Linked DNA regions of Sus scrofa: region 2 is linked to region 1. A link is a contact called in public Hi-C data. All regions are on one chromosome and are shown on one strand. The core of a region is the stretch at or near the end of the contact, and the rest is flanking DNA. Distances in the headings are between cores, read along the strand shown. Region 1 overlaps NUP214 (nuclear pore complex protein Nup214). Region 2 has its middle 29 kb from the start of PRRC2B.

What was found. A called contact is a pair of places that touch in the nucleus more often than the background predicts.
Region 2: a contact with region 1 is called in a Hi-C map of psoas muscle, with 2.2 times the contacts expected there. The contact joins two enhancer-like sites. A contact is called at or near these places in 1 of 5 promoter capture datasets (liver), 8 of 47 Hi-C or Micro-C datasets (embryonic fibroblasts, fetal heart ventricle, heart right ventricle and 4 more) and 1 of 2 datasets of contacts at active chromatin or transcription factors (skeletal muscle).

What each region holds. Positions count from the first base shown.
Region 1 is chr1:271,168,457-271,173,728 of Sscrofa11.1, reverse strand. NUP214 (nuclear pore complex protein Nup214) reads right to left here. Exons shown (of 35, transcript XR_002337892.1): 25 at 1,728-1,803; 26 at 78-156. Among named protein-coding and RNA genes, the nearest start is that of NUP214, 67 kb to the right of the region's middle. Within about 2 kb of position 2,163, at least 7 of the 83 cell types and tissues checked have an H3K27ac peak or open chromatin away from gene starts, as enhancers often do.
Region 2 is chr1:271,305,433-271,311,105 of Sscrofa11.1, reverse strand. No RefSeq gene overlaps it. Among named protein-coding and RNA genes, the nearest start is that of PRRC2B, 29 kb to the left of the region's middle. Within about 2 kb of position 4,210, at least 11 of the 83 cell types and tissues checked have an H3K27ac peak or open chromatin away from gene starts, as enhancers often do.

The DNA of each region.
Region 1 (5,272 bases), core at 914-3,413:
TGTGATCCAGAACAATTATTTCCATTGTGGAGCTTAGAAAATACCTTATTTTCACTAAGACAAAAGTACAAACTGACCTGAAGCTTTATCACCAGATGACAACTGACTGGATGCTGGGGTGGACCCGGGTGGCTTTAGGGAATTTATCAGCGACCCCTAGAACAGAAGCAAAGCATTTATGTGAAACCACAAACCAGCTTCTGAAATAAGGAACATGTTAAATGATAATTTAAAGAAGCAAGTACAAACACTTTTATTTAGTTTTGTTTTTTAAGTTTCAACGTAGGCCCATATTTTTAAATGCTTACCACATGTAGGATGCTATCAGAGACAGGAATATCCTGCAAGCACCAAAAAAGAAGCCACGCCTGTTTAGCTTGTGGTTATTGCCTCAGTGCCTGACACAACACTTGGCACATGAAAGGTGCTGGAATATGTGATACACAAGTGAAGGCAGAAATAAATGATAGAGGAGTTCCCGTTGTGGCTCAGTGGTTAACGAATCCGACTAGGAACCATGAGGTGTGGGTTCGATCCCTGGCCTCGCTCAGTGGGTTAAGGATCCAGCGTTGCCGTGAGCTGTGTGGTGTAGGTCGCAGACTCAATTCGGATCTGATGTTACTATGGCTGTGGTGCAGGCTGGCAGCTACAGCTCTAATCAGACCCCTAGCCTGGGAAGCTCCATATGCTGCAGGAGCGGCCCTAGAAAAAACAAACAAACAAAAAAAAGAAATGAATAGAATAAGTTCTGGTCATCAATAGACTTATGATAAGATTAAAAAGCAAAACTCTTCAACTTATCCATCTCCAGTCGATGTTCTTTTACTCTCGTTTGTCATGATTTACGCTTTACCATGGGTCCCCTTATCTGAACATGAAACCTCCAGAAGAAACACTAAATGCTAATAGTTTAAATGCCATGATAAGTCACGGCAAACTAAGGAGCAGGATGCCAAGTCTGAGAACTCACTATGGCAGGTTCTGAGGTTCAATCTCAAACATGATCTAAAATCACTTTTCTAGAGACAGATATTAGAGCAGCAGAGGAACCAAGTTCTCTCGGGAAAGTTTCAGAGAAACACTGGTCTACCTTTCAGCCATCTCCTATCATTTTCTTCCGGATTTGCTCAACTGTTTATAACATAACCTAGTTTTGTAAGAGACAATGTTTACCAGGCAAAAGCCAGAAAGTAGACATAACAAAATCACTGAATATGCAAGGTCTGAAAAACCGAGGTTGCAGAAGAAAGCATGAGACCCGATTCCCCAGAGGCTGATACCGAAAGGGACAATGAACAAAGCGGGAGACAGGAAGAAGGCGGATGACTTGGGTTCCGGCTCTGGTCAGCCTGCGTCAGTTCCCTGAGCCTTCATTAATGGAACATACCCGAACACCTGTCTGGTCTACTGCATGGGGCAGCAGTCTGGGTTAACTGAGGCGGGTTAAATGAAAGTAAATTCCAACCCAGACTGCCCATACGAATACAAGGTATCAGAGCTATGACTGGAGATGACTAGATGCAGAATGTCAAACGGCCCCCAAAGACAGTGTCAGGTCCTGACCGACCTACTACATAAAGCCTGGTATAAACTGTGGGGAAAGCATCCCAAGCCTTTGTCAGACTTACAGGTCATTTCATCAACATAAGGACTTCAAAGAGTACTGTCTTCAGGGACAAAGGCAGTCACTGCATGTCACGTGAGCAAAGCAAAACTTGGCAAGTTACCTGCTTAGTCTGGTTAGCAGTCACGGGGCTCAGCACGGGGTGAGGTGTCTTGGCTGCAGAGTACGGCACTGAAGCGCTGAAACACACAAAGCATACACTCAAGAGAAAGGCGTGACGAAGCAAAAACCACATTCGGCCCCCAGCCAGCCTTCTGTCCAAAAAAAAATAATACCAATTTTGGGTAGAATATAGACGTCTGGGACCTGGCCCAAGTCATCGCACATTCTTCTGACTGAAGAGTAAAATCCTTTACACGAAACTTCAGTCTTTGCAGAAAAGTCAAAGCACTGGCCCTAAAATCTATTTTCTTCCTGCCATTCTAAGGGAAAAAGTTATAAATATTCAGAAGTAGATCTTTCTCTTCCCTGGAGAGTGAGCTTTCCCCACCTCGTCCCTAACACGGCACCACTATCCCAGATCACGTGGGGCATTCCCGAGTCTCTTTCCCAAACCTGAGAAAACGTTCAGCGGGATCTCGGGGCTGTACACGATCTGCAGCCTGCGTGGCTCAAAGGAGAAACCTCGGCTGCGCACAGCAACCAGCCCCGAGAGCCCAGGGCTCATCCCATCAGCAGCCAGAGACTCCGAGGTACCACGTTCAGTTTCCAGCCTGCGCGTCTGCTGTTGTATGCAAAGTGCATCTTGTATTTGTAGAAAGTTCCCACCACCTTTTGTTAACCCTGAACACAGGATGCAGGCAACTGTTATTTATCTGTCCTCAGCCCAGAGCGCCACTGACTGGTATGGAGAGCACTAGCAATTATAGGACCTGGTTTTATTTTTCAGACTCCCATTTAGGGAGGAGTAATAATTTTCCATCAAAAAATTAACTTGGAAGAAGGAAGACAAAAATAAGCTCATGCCTCATAGAAAAAAATTATCAAAACAACTTAACAATCTTCCAAATCACCTTAGGATACTCTGCTGGAATAACATGGGAACCTTCCCCAGCAAAAACTTTATTACATTGAGAGAGAAGGAAAAATGGAGTTATTTTCAATGAAATAAAACCCTCTTTATTTTTCCACTGAAGACAGAAGAATATATATACAACCAGCTCTCTGAAGAAACACATCCCTGTCCCCTGAGATAGTCCACCAAGCAGGTGCACAGGTCCACTGCTCCCCCTCTGCTGCAGAATCACCAAGAAAAAGAACATGCGAGTGAGGCTCTTGGGACTGAGAAATCCCTGGGCAGACAGCACGCTTGGGGGAAAAACGATGTGAACGCATGCAAATCACAAGGGAAATGAAAATCTTTCCTGTTTTCTCAAAGATAAGCAAAAAAGAAACTGCAAATAAAAATGAAAGAAGCAATTCATCCAATTTTAAAACACTTCCGACACTCCCAATTTAGTTACGACATGATGGTAAACTAAGCTATTCATGAAGCAGATGAGGTATAATTATTTATTGTTCTATTTACTCGTGATAATGCTGTGACTCTTTTGGGTGTTCTAAATCTCCAAACACACCAAGTTAGGATTCACGATACTGACACACCGGGCCACCTGACAACCCCGCAGAGAAATGCTGTTTAGTGTCATCAGCTGAAAAATCAGCTGACCTCATTGGACCCACTATGATCCAAGAGGACGAACAGAAAAGCATAGTATGCCACCGAATAAACGGCTTCGAAGATTCGGGGATGATCATGAACCTAAACAATGGAAATCAACAACTAGAAATGTTCGAGATGAAAACACCACACCTGGATGACTGTTTTCTACTTCCTGGCAGTGTGGACCTGAAAAGAGATCATCAGAAATTCATTTGAGTGCTCTGTTCCATAACTGAAAACAGAACCCCAAGGACCACGGGCAGAAAACGGCGCTATAACCTGTACTTACTACCCGAGTCTACAAACGACGTCTGCACTTCCGGCCAGCTAGGGCACTGCTTCAGAAAGGAGTAATGGTGTCACAAAGGTCCCCCAAAGTAGTAAAATTAGGTTCTTGGAGAAAAACAATTCCAAGAGAGCTTAAGTTCTCTGACTCTCCATAACCCAGGCCACTCTGATAAAAAGCACTACACAAGTGGAGGTGAAAATACTAAATATGATAAACATGGGAAAATGTCACGACAAACCGCTTTCAAACCCTGCCTCGAACAGAGAGGAGTCTCTTTTTAAGAAGCTTAACGCAGGAGTTCCCGTCGTGGCTCAGTGGTTAACAAATCCGACTAGGAACCATGAAGTTGTGGGTTCGATCCCTGGCCTTGCTCAGTGGGTTAAGGATCTGGTGTTGCCGTGAGCTGTGGTGTAGTTTGCAGATGCGGCTCAAATCCTGCGTTGTTGTGGCTCTGGTGTAGGCGGTGGCTGCAGCTCCGATTGGACCCCTAGCCTGGGAACCTCCATGTGCCGCCAGAGCGGCCCTGGAAAAGACAAAAAAAAAAAAAAGCAGCAGCAGCTTAAAGCAACATCACCCACCTGTTGTCTCCCAGGTCCTGTGGGTCAGCACGGCTGAACCGCCTCATGGGGGAGCGAGCAGGGCTGCATTCTGGATGGAGGCTCTGAACATGAGCTCTCTCCAGGCAGACTGTTGGTGGAATCCAGCTTTTCATGCTGGAGGACTCCATATCCTTTCTGGCTCTCGACTGGGGGCTGCCCTCATCTCTCCACAGCTGACAAAGCCCTTCTCACATGCCCCCACCATGTTTACAGGAGGCAGGGTTTTGTTTTGTTTTTTGTTTTGGCTACACCCCATCCACACTGCCTGCTGTCACAGGCAGGCTAATACATGCACAGTCTAGGGAAGTGTGTGCTATACACAATGATAAAACTGAGTTGTTAAGACTGTCAAACATTAAGATTTCGGCTAGGCCCTTTCTTAGTGGTCCCTTAAATGTTAATGAATTTTAACAAGGTAAATATTCATACTATTGTTGTGAAAGAGGACAACCATTCTTTTACCTATTTCAACTTTTTTTTTTTTTTTTTTTTTTTGCTTTTTATATCTGCAGCATATGGACGTTCCCAGGCTAGGGATCGAATCAGAGCTACAGCTGCCGGCCTACACCACAGCCACAGCAACGCAGGATCTGAGCTGCATCTGTGACTACACCACAACTCACAGCAACGCCGGATCCCCAACCCACTAAGTGAGACCAGGGATTGAACCTGCATCCTCATAGATACTAGTCAGTTTCGTTTCCACTGCACAACGGGAACTCCTCTATTTCAACATTTTCAAAGGGCCCCAAAGAGCCCCTTACTTTAATTTTGGTAAGTCTTAAAGTTAACTACTTAAACAACTGTAACTTTTCTGGTAGTAATTTTTTTTTTTTTTTTTTTTGGTCTTTTGTCTTTTTGTTGTTGTTGCTATTTCTTGGGCCGCTCCCGCGGCATATGGAGGTTCCCAGGCTAGGGGCTGAATCGGAGCTGTAGCCACCGGCCTACGCCAGAGCCACAGCAACGCAGGATCCGAGCCGCGTCTGCAACCTACACCACAGCTCACGGCAACGCCGGATCGTTAACCCACTGAGCAAGGGCAGGGACCGAACCCGCAACCTCATGGTTCCTAGTCGGGTTCATTAACCACTGCGCCA
Region 2 (5,673 bases), core at 2,961-5,460, 140 kb before region 1:
GCTACAGTAATCAAGACAGTGTGGTACTGGTACAAATCAGACATACAGACCAATGAAACAGAATAGAGAGCCCAGAAGTAAACCCAGACACGGTCAATTAATCTCTGACAAAGGGGGCAAGAATATAAAATGGGAAAAAGACATTCTCTTGGAATTCCCATCGTGGCATATTGATTAACAAACCTGACTAGGAACCATGAGGTTGTAGGTTCGATCCCTGGTCCCACTCAGTGGGTTAAGGATATGGCTTTGCTGTGAGCTGTGGTGTAGGTTGCAGACATGGCTCAGATCCCATGTGGCTGTGGCTGTGGTGTAGGCCGGCAGCTGTAGCTCCCAGTCAGCCCCAAGCCTGGGAACCTCCATATGCTGCAACTACAGCCCTAAAAAGACAAAAGACAAGAGATAAAAAAAAAAAAATTCATTTCAGCAAGTGGTGCTGGGAAAATGGGACAGCCACATGTAAATCAGTGAAACTAGAACACATCTTCACACCATGCACAAAAATAAACTCAAAATGGCTTAAAGACAAACAGAAGGCAAGATACCATAACATTCCCAGGAGAGAACATAGGCAAAACATTCACTTACATCAACTGTACAAATGTTTTCTTAGGTCAGTCTCCCAAGGCAATAGAAATAAAAACAGAAATAAACAAATGGGACCCAATCAAACGTACAAGCTTTTGCACAGCAAAGGAAACCATAAAAAAAAAAAAAAAAAAAAAACCACCAAAAAGACAACCTATAGAACGGGAGAAAATAGTTGGAAATGATGCACTGATAAGAGCTTAATCTCCAAAATATACAAACAACTCATACAACTCAACAACAAAAAACCTCAAAAAACCCAATTTAAAAATGGACAGAAGACCTAAATGGACATTTCTCTAAAGAAGACATACAGATGGCCAACGGGCACATGAAAAAATAACCAATCATTAGAGAAATGGAAATTGGAACTGCGGTGAGGTGCCACCTCACACCAGACAGAATGGCCGTCACTAATAAGTCCACAAAGAACGAACGCTTCAGAGGGTGTGGAAAAAGGGAACCCCCCTACACTGTTGGTGGGAATGTATATTGGCACAACCACCATGGAAAACAGTATGGAGGTACCTCAGAAAACTAAATATAGACCTACCATAGGACCCAGCAATCCCACTCCTGCTCATATATCTGGACAAAACTATAATTCAAAAAAACACATGTATCCACATGTTCATAGCAGCACTATTCACAATAGCCAAGGCATGGACACAATCCAAATGTCCTTTGCAAGAAGAACAGATTAAGAAGATGTGGTACATATACACAATGGAATACTACTCAGCCATAAAAAAGCACAAAATAATCAACATGGATGGAACTAGAGACTCTCACACTAAGTGAAGTAAGTCAGAAAGAGAAAGACAAAGACCATATGATATCACTTAGATGTGGAATCTAAAACATGGCACAAATGAACCTATCTATAAAAGACGCACACTCACAGACACAGATAACAGATTTTGTGGTTGCCAAAGGGGAGGTGGGAAGGCAGTGGGATGGACTGGGCGTTTGAGGTTCATAGAGGAAAACTATTCTGTTTAGAATGGATAAACAACAAGGTCCTACTGTACAGCACAGGGAACTATATACAGGCTCCTGGGACAGACCATGATGGAAAATAATGTAAGAAAAAGACTATATATAAGTATGACCGGGTCACCTTGCAGTACAATAGAAATTGGCACAACACTGTAAATCAACTATGCCTTAATAAAAAAATTTTCTTAAAAACCCTTCATTTTCTTGTAGGGGTTCAATATACTACACTAATATAGTTAAGGGTTTCCTTCAAGACATGTCCCTGGAAGGGCAGGAGCCCAGCCCATGGGAGGCACTGCACCATCACAGCTTGCTACAGGCTCGTGCCACAGGCTGCCAGGCGGTCTGCCATCAGGGACTCAAGCCTTCACGTGCAAAGGCTTTGGGGCACTTGTCCAAAGTCTGGTTTCAAGCCACAGCTGAGACCAGCACTGCCTCTCACCTGCCCGCTCTGGCAGTTGGGTGGGGCATAAATACTATGGTGGGTTAATGCACTGGCTTCCTCCCTTTCCACCTGTTTCTTTGGCCTTACAAGCACACACTGTAATCTCCTGCCTGAATCAAGAATCAGGCTGAACTAGAACAGAGAGTCTGGTGTGGGTTCAAGACCCAGGTTCTGCAGGAGCAAAGTAAGGATGCTGCTTTTGCTGCTCCTATTCCACATTGTACTGGAAATTCTAGCCAGAGCAGTCAGGCAAGCACAAGGAATCGAAGGCTTCCCCACTGGAAAGGAAGAAGTGAAATTATCTCTATTCGCAGATGACATGATCTTATACATAGACAATCCTAAAGCAACTACCAAAAAAACGCTATTAGAGCTAGTACGTGAATTCGGCAGGGTTGAAGGATATGCAATCATCATTCGGCTATCAGTTGTATTTCTATATGCCAAAGTGACCAATCCCAGAAAGGAAATAAAGAGAACAATTATTATTATTATAATTTTGGGGGGGTCTTTTTGTCTTTTCTAGGGCCGCTCCTGTGGCATATGGAAATTCCCAGGCTAGGGGTCTAATCAGAGCTGTAGCCTCCAGCCTACGCCACAGCCACAGCCATGCCAGATCCGAGCAGAGTCTGCGACCTACACCACAGCTCACGGCCACACCGGATCCTTAACCCACTGAACAAGACCAGGGATTGAACCCACAACCTCATGGTTCCTAGTCAGATGCGTTAACCACTGAGCCACGACAGGAACTCTGAGAACAATTATTAATTTATAATCACACAAAAAGAATAAAATGTTTAGGAACAAATTCAGCAAAGAAAGGGTAAGACTTGCACACTGAAAACTACAAAATATTGCTGAAAGAAATAGGAGTTCCCATCGTGGCTCAGCAGAAACGAAGCTGACTAGTATCCATGAGGATGCTGGTTTGATCCCTGGCCTCCCTTGGTGGATTAAGGATCTGGTGTTGCTGTGAGCTGTGGTGTAGGCCGGCAGCTGCAGCTCCAATTCGACCGTGGCCTGGGAACCTCCATATGCTGAGGGTATGGCCCTAAAAATACCAAAAAAAAAAAATGTATATATTGCTGAAAGAAATAAAAGGAGACGTACATCAATGGAAAGACATTGGATTGAAAGACTTAGTGTTGTTAAGATGACAATACTACCCAAAGAAATATACGGATTCAATACAATCTTTGTCAAAATTTCAATGGCTTTTTTTGGGGGGGGCCGTGCCGGTGGCATGTGGGTATTTCTGGGCCAGGAATTGAACTTGTGCCACAGCAGGGAATGGGGTGCTGCAGTAACAACACCAGATCCTTAACCAGCTGTACCACGAGGGAACTCCTCAATGGTGTGTGAGCCCGAAGCAGGGGGTTTAAGCTCACAGGATGTCCAGTCTGGGGCAGCAGCAGGTGCTAGGAAGCAGGCAGAAGACACGCTGGGTCTGCTGAAGGCAAATGTTTCACTTGGGGACTTCCCTTGGGCCCTGGCAGTTAAGGATCTGGCGTTGTCATTGCTGTGGCTCAGGTTTGATCCCAAGCCTGGGAACTTCCACATGCCACGGGCGAGGCCAAAAAAAAAAAAAAAAAAGAAAGAAAAATTCCACTTAGGCAGCCCTGGAAAGGACCCTGCCGCCCCAGGACCCCAGGCCTCGCCCTCTCTGAATCCACCACCCTCAGGGCCGCTGGCTGGAGTGAATCACAGTCCCCTAAGTGCTGGTGGGCCAGCACCTGGTCGGCTGCCACTTCCTGAGCGCCCAGCTCCTATGCTGGTCTTCAAGGCTTCCTGTTTGTCGATGAGGTCTCTGAGGACCAGGGCGGTGGTGGCTTGACCCTAGGGTGGAGGGGGCTGGCGCACAATGGGGCTGATGCCAAACCAGCCTGTCGTGTTTTGAACTTCGAAGGGAAGGGAGTGGGTCTTCTTCCTCGTTGCCTGCCCTGCCAGTATGTCACAGGGGCCATGAGCTTAAGCCAATCCGAAAGGCGACATCTTGGACCTTTTGGGGCTCAGAAGCAGAGATGCCCACACAACCTGCAGGGAGTCCCTGCAGGAACCACCTTTTCCCACTAGAGAGCGCTGTGGGACAGAAACCCAGTCCAGAATGGACCATCCAGCCCATCAGCTGCGACAGTGGTGATGACAGGTGAGGAGGAGCTGGCATTCCTGGAACTTGCCCTTTGCGACAACCACCTCATTGGATCCTCACACCAAAGCCAGGACTAAGCTGTTAGGATCCCACTTTGAAGATTAAGAAACCACACTCAGCATTGTTAAGTGATTGGTCCCAAGTCTCCAAGTTAGACGTGGGAGAGCCAAACTTGAACCCAGACCATTAACCAATGACCCTGCCTCCCCCAGGCTCTTTGGTTCTGTCTCTCCTGCTTCGTCTCTTCTAGATGCTTCTAAGCTCAGTGAGATTTGTCCAGGCCCACTCAGCCGTGGGGAAAGTTCTCCTCACCCCCCCATAGCCCCATGAATTACTGCCAGGAGAGGCTGGGCTGGGGCAGGCAGAGGGGGAGGGGCAGGAGCTGGGGCCATGGGGCCGGCTCTGGACATTGGGAGATCCCAGGCCACTGGGCTAGAAGTCCTTCTGCTCTGGCCCCAGGCAGAGCTGGTCCCCTGGGAGTCCGCCAGGCTTATTAATATCCTGCTGAGTCAGGGGGCTCTTGAATTTCAGCATCACAAGACTCAGAGGCTGAGCCCAGCAGGAATATTCTTGACTCCCCAGCGTCCTCTCTCCCCCCGGCACTGCCCACCCCAGGCTGGAGGCCCTGCGGGTCTGAGCTGCCAGGTGGCCTGGGGGCAAGTCACTTCACCTGACAGTGAGGTGGAGATAGGAAGCCTGTTCAGGGCTGTAGCGAGGCAGTGCCCTTCCATGGCTGGGCACACGAGACGAGCCAAGGAGCAGGAGCTGCTTTTCCAGAAGAGACCTTTTCTGGAGGGCCTGTGGCAGCCTGTCCTTGTCACAGAGGGTGCCTCAGTGGGGGCAGCCCAGCCTGGTTCTCAGAGAGCTCCCTGTCTGCCTGACATGGGGTCCCCAGCTGGCAGCCAAAGTGGACTGGGCTCAGCTGGGGGCCCAACAGAAGCCAGGTCTGTCCATGGCCCCGCCGATGAGCTCTCGGGATATTTGGAATTAGGTCTCAGGGAATCTCGCGTGGGATGGGCGCTGTCTGAGGGAAGAGGTCCTGGATGCAGGTGAGGGGGGCGGTGGGGTGGCCATGGCAACAGAGGGAGCCAGACTGCAGAGGGTGAAATGAGCCGGATGCAGCAAAAGAGAAGAGCCAGGGAGTTCTCTGATGGTCTAGTGGGTTCAGCTCCTGTGTTCTTCACTGTGTCTCTGGTCATTGCTGTATGGTGCAGGTTTGGTCCCTGGCCGGGGAATTACCACATGCTGCCTTGTGGCAAAAAAGACAAAAAACTAAAAAAAAAAAAAAAAAAAAAAAAAAGCTAGAGAGAGAGAGAATCTAAAATAAACATTACACTCATTAAAAAAAAAAAAGACAGGCGCCCCAGGAGAGAAGCCTTCTGGCTTCTGGCTCAGCCTTCTGCACCCACTTTCCCACAGGCTCCAGGAGGCTGCCCACACCCCACCCCACAAGAGCCTCCTTGTCATTGTACACAGCCTTGCAGAGGGA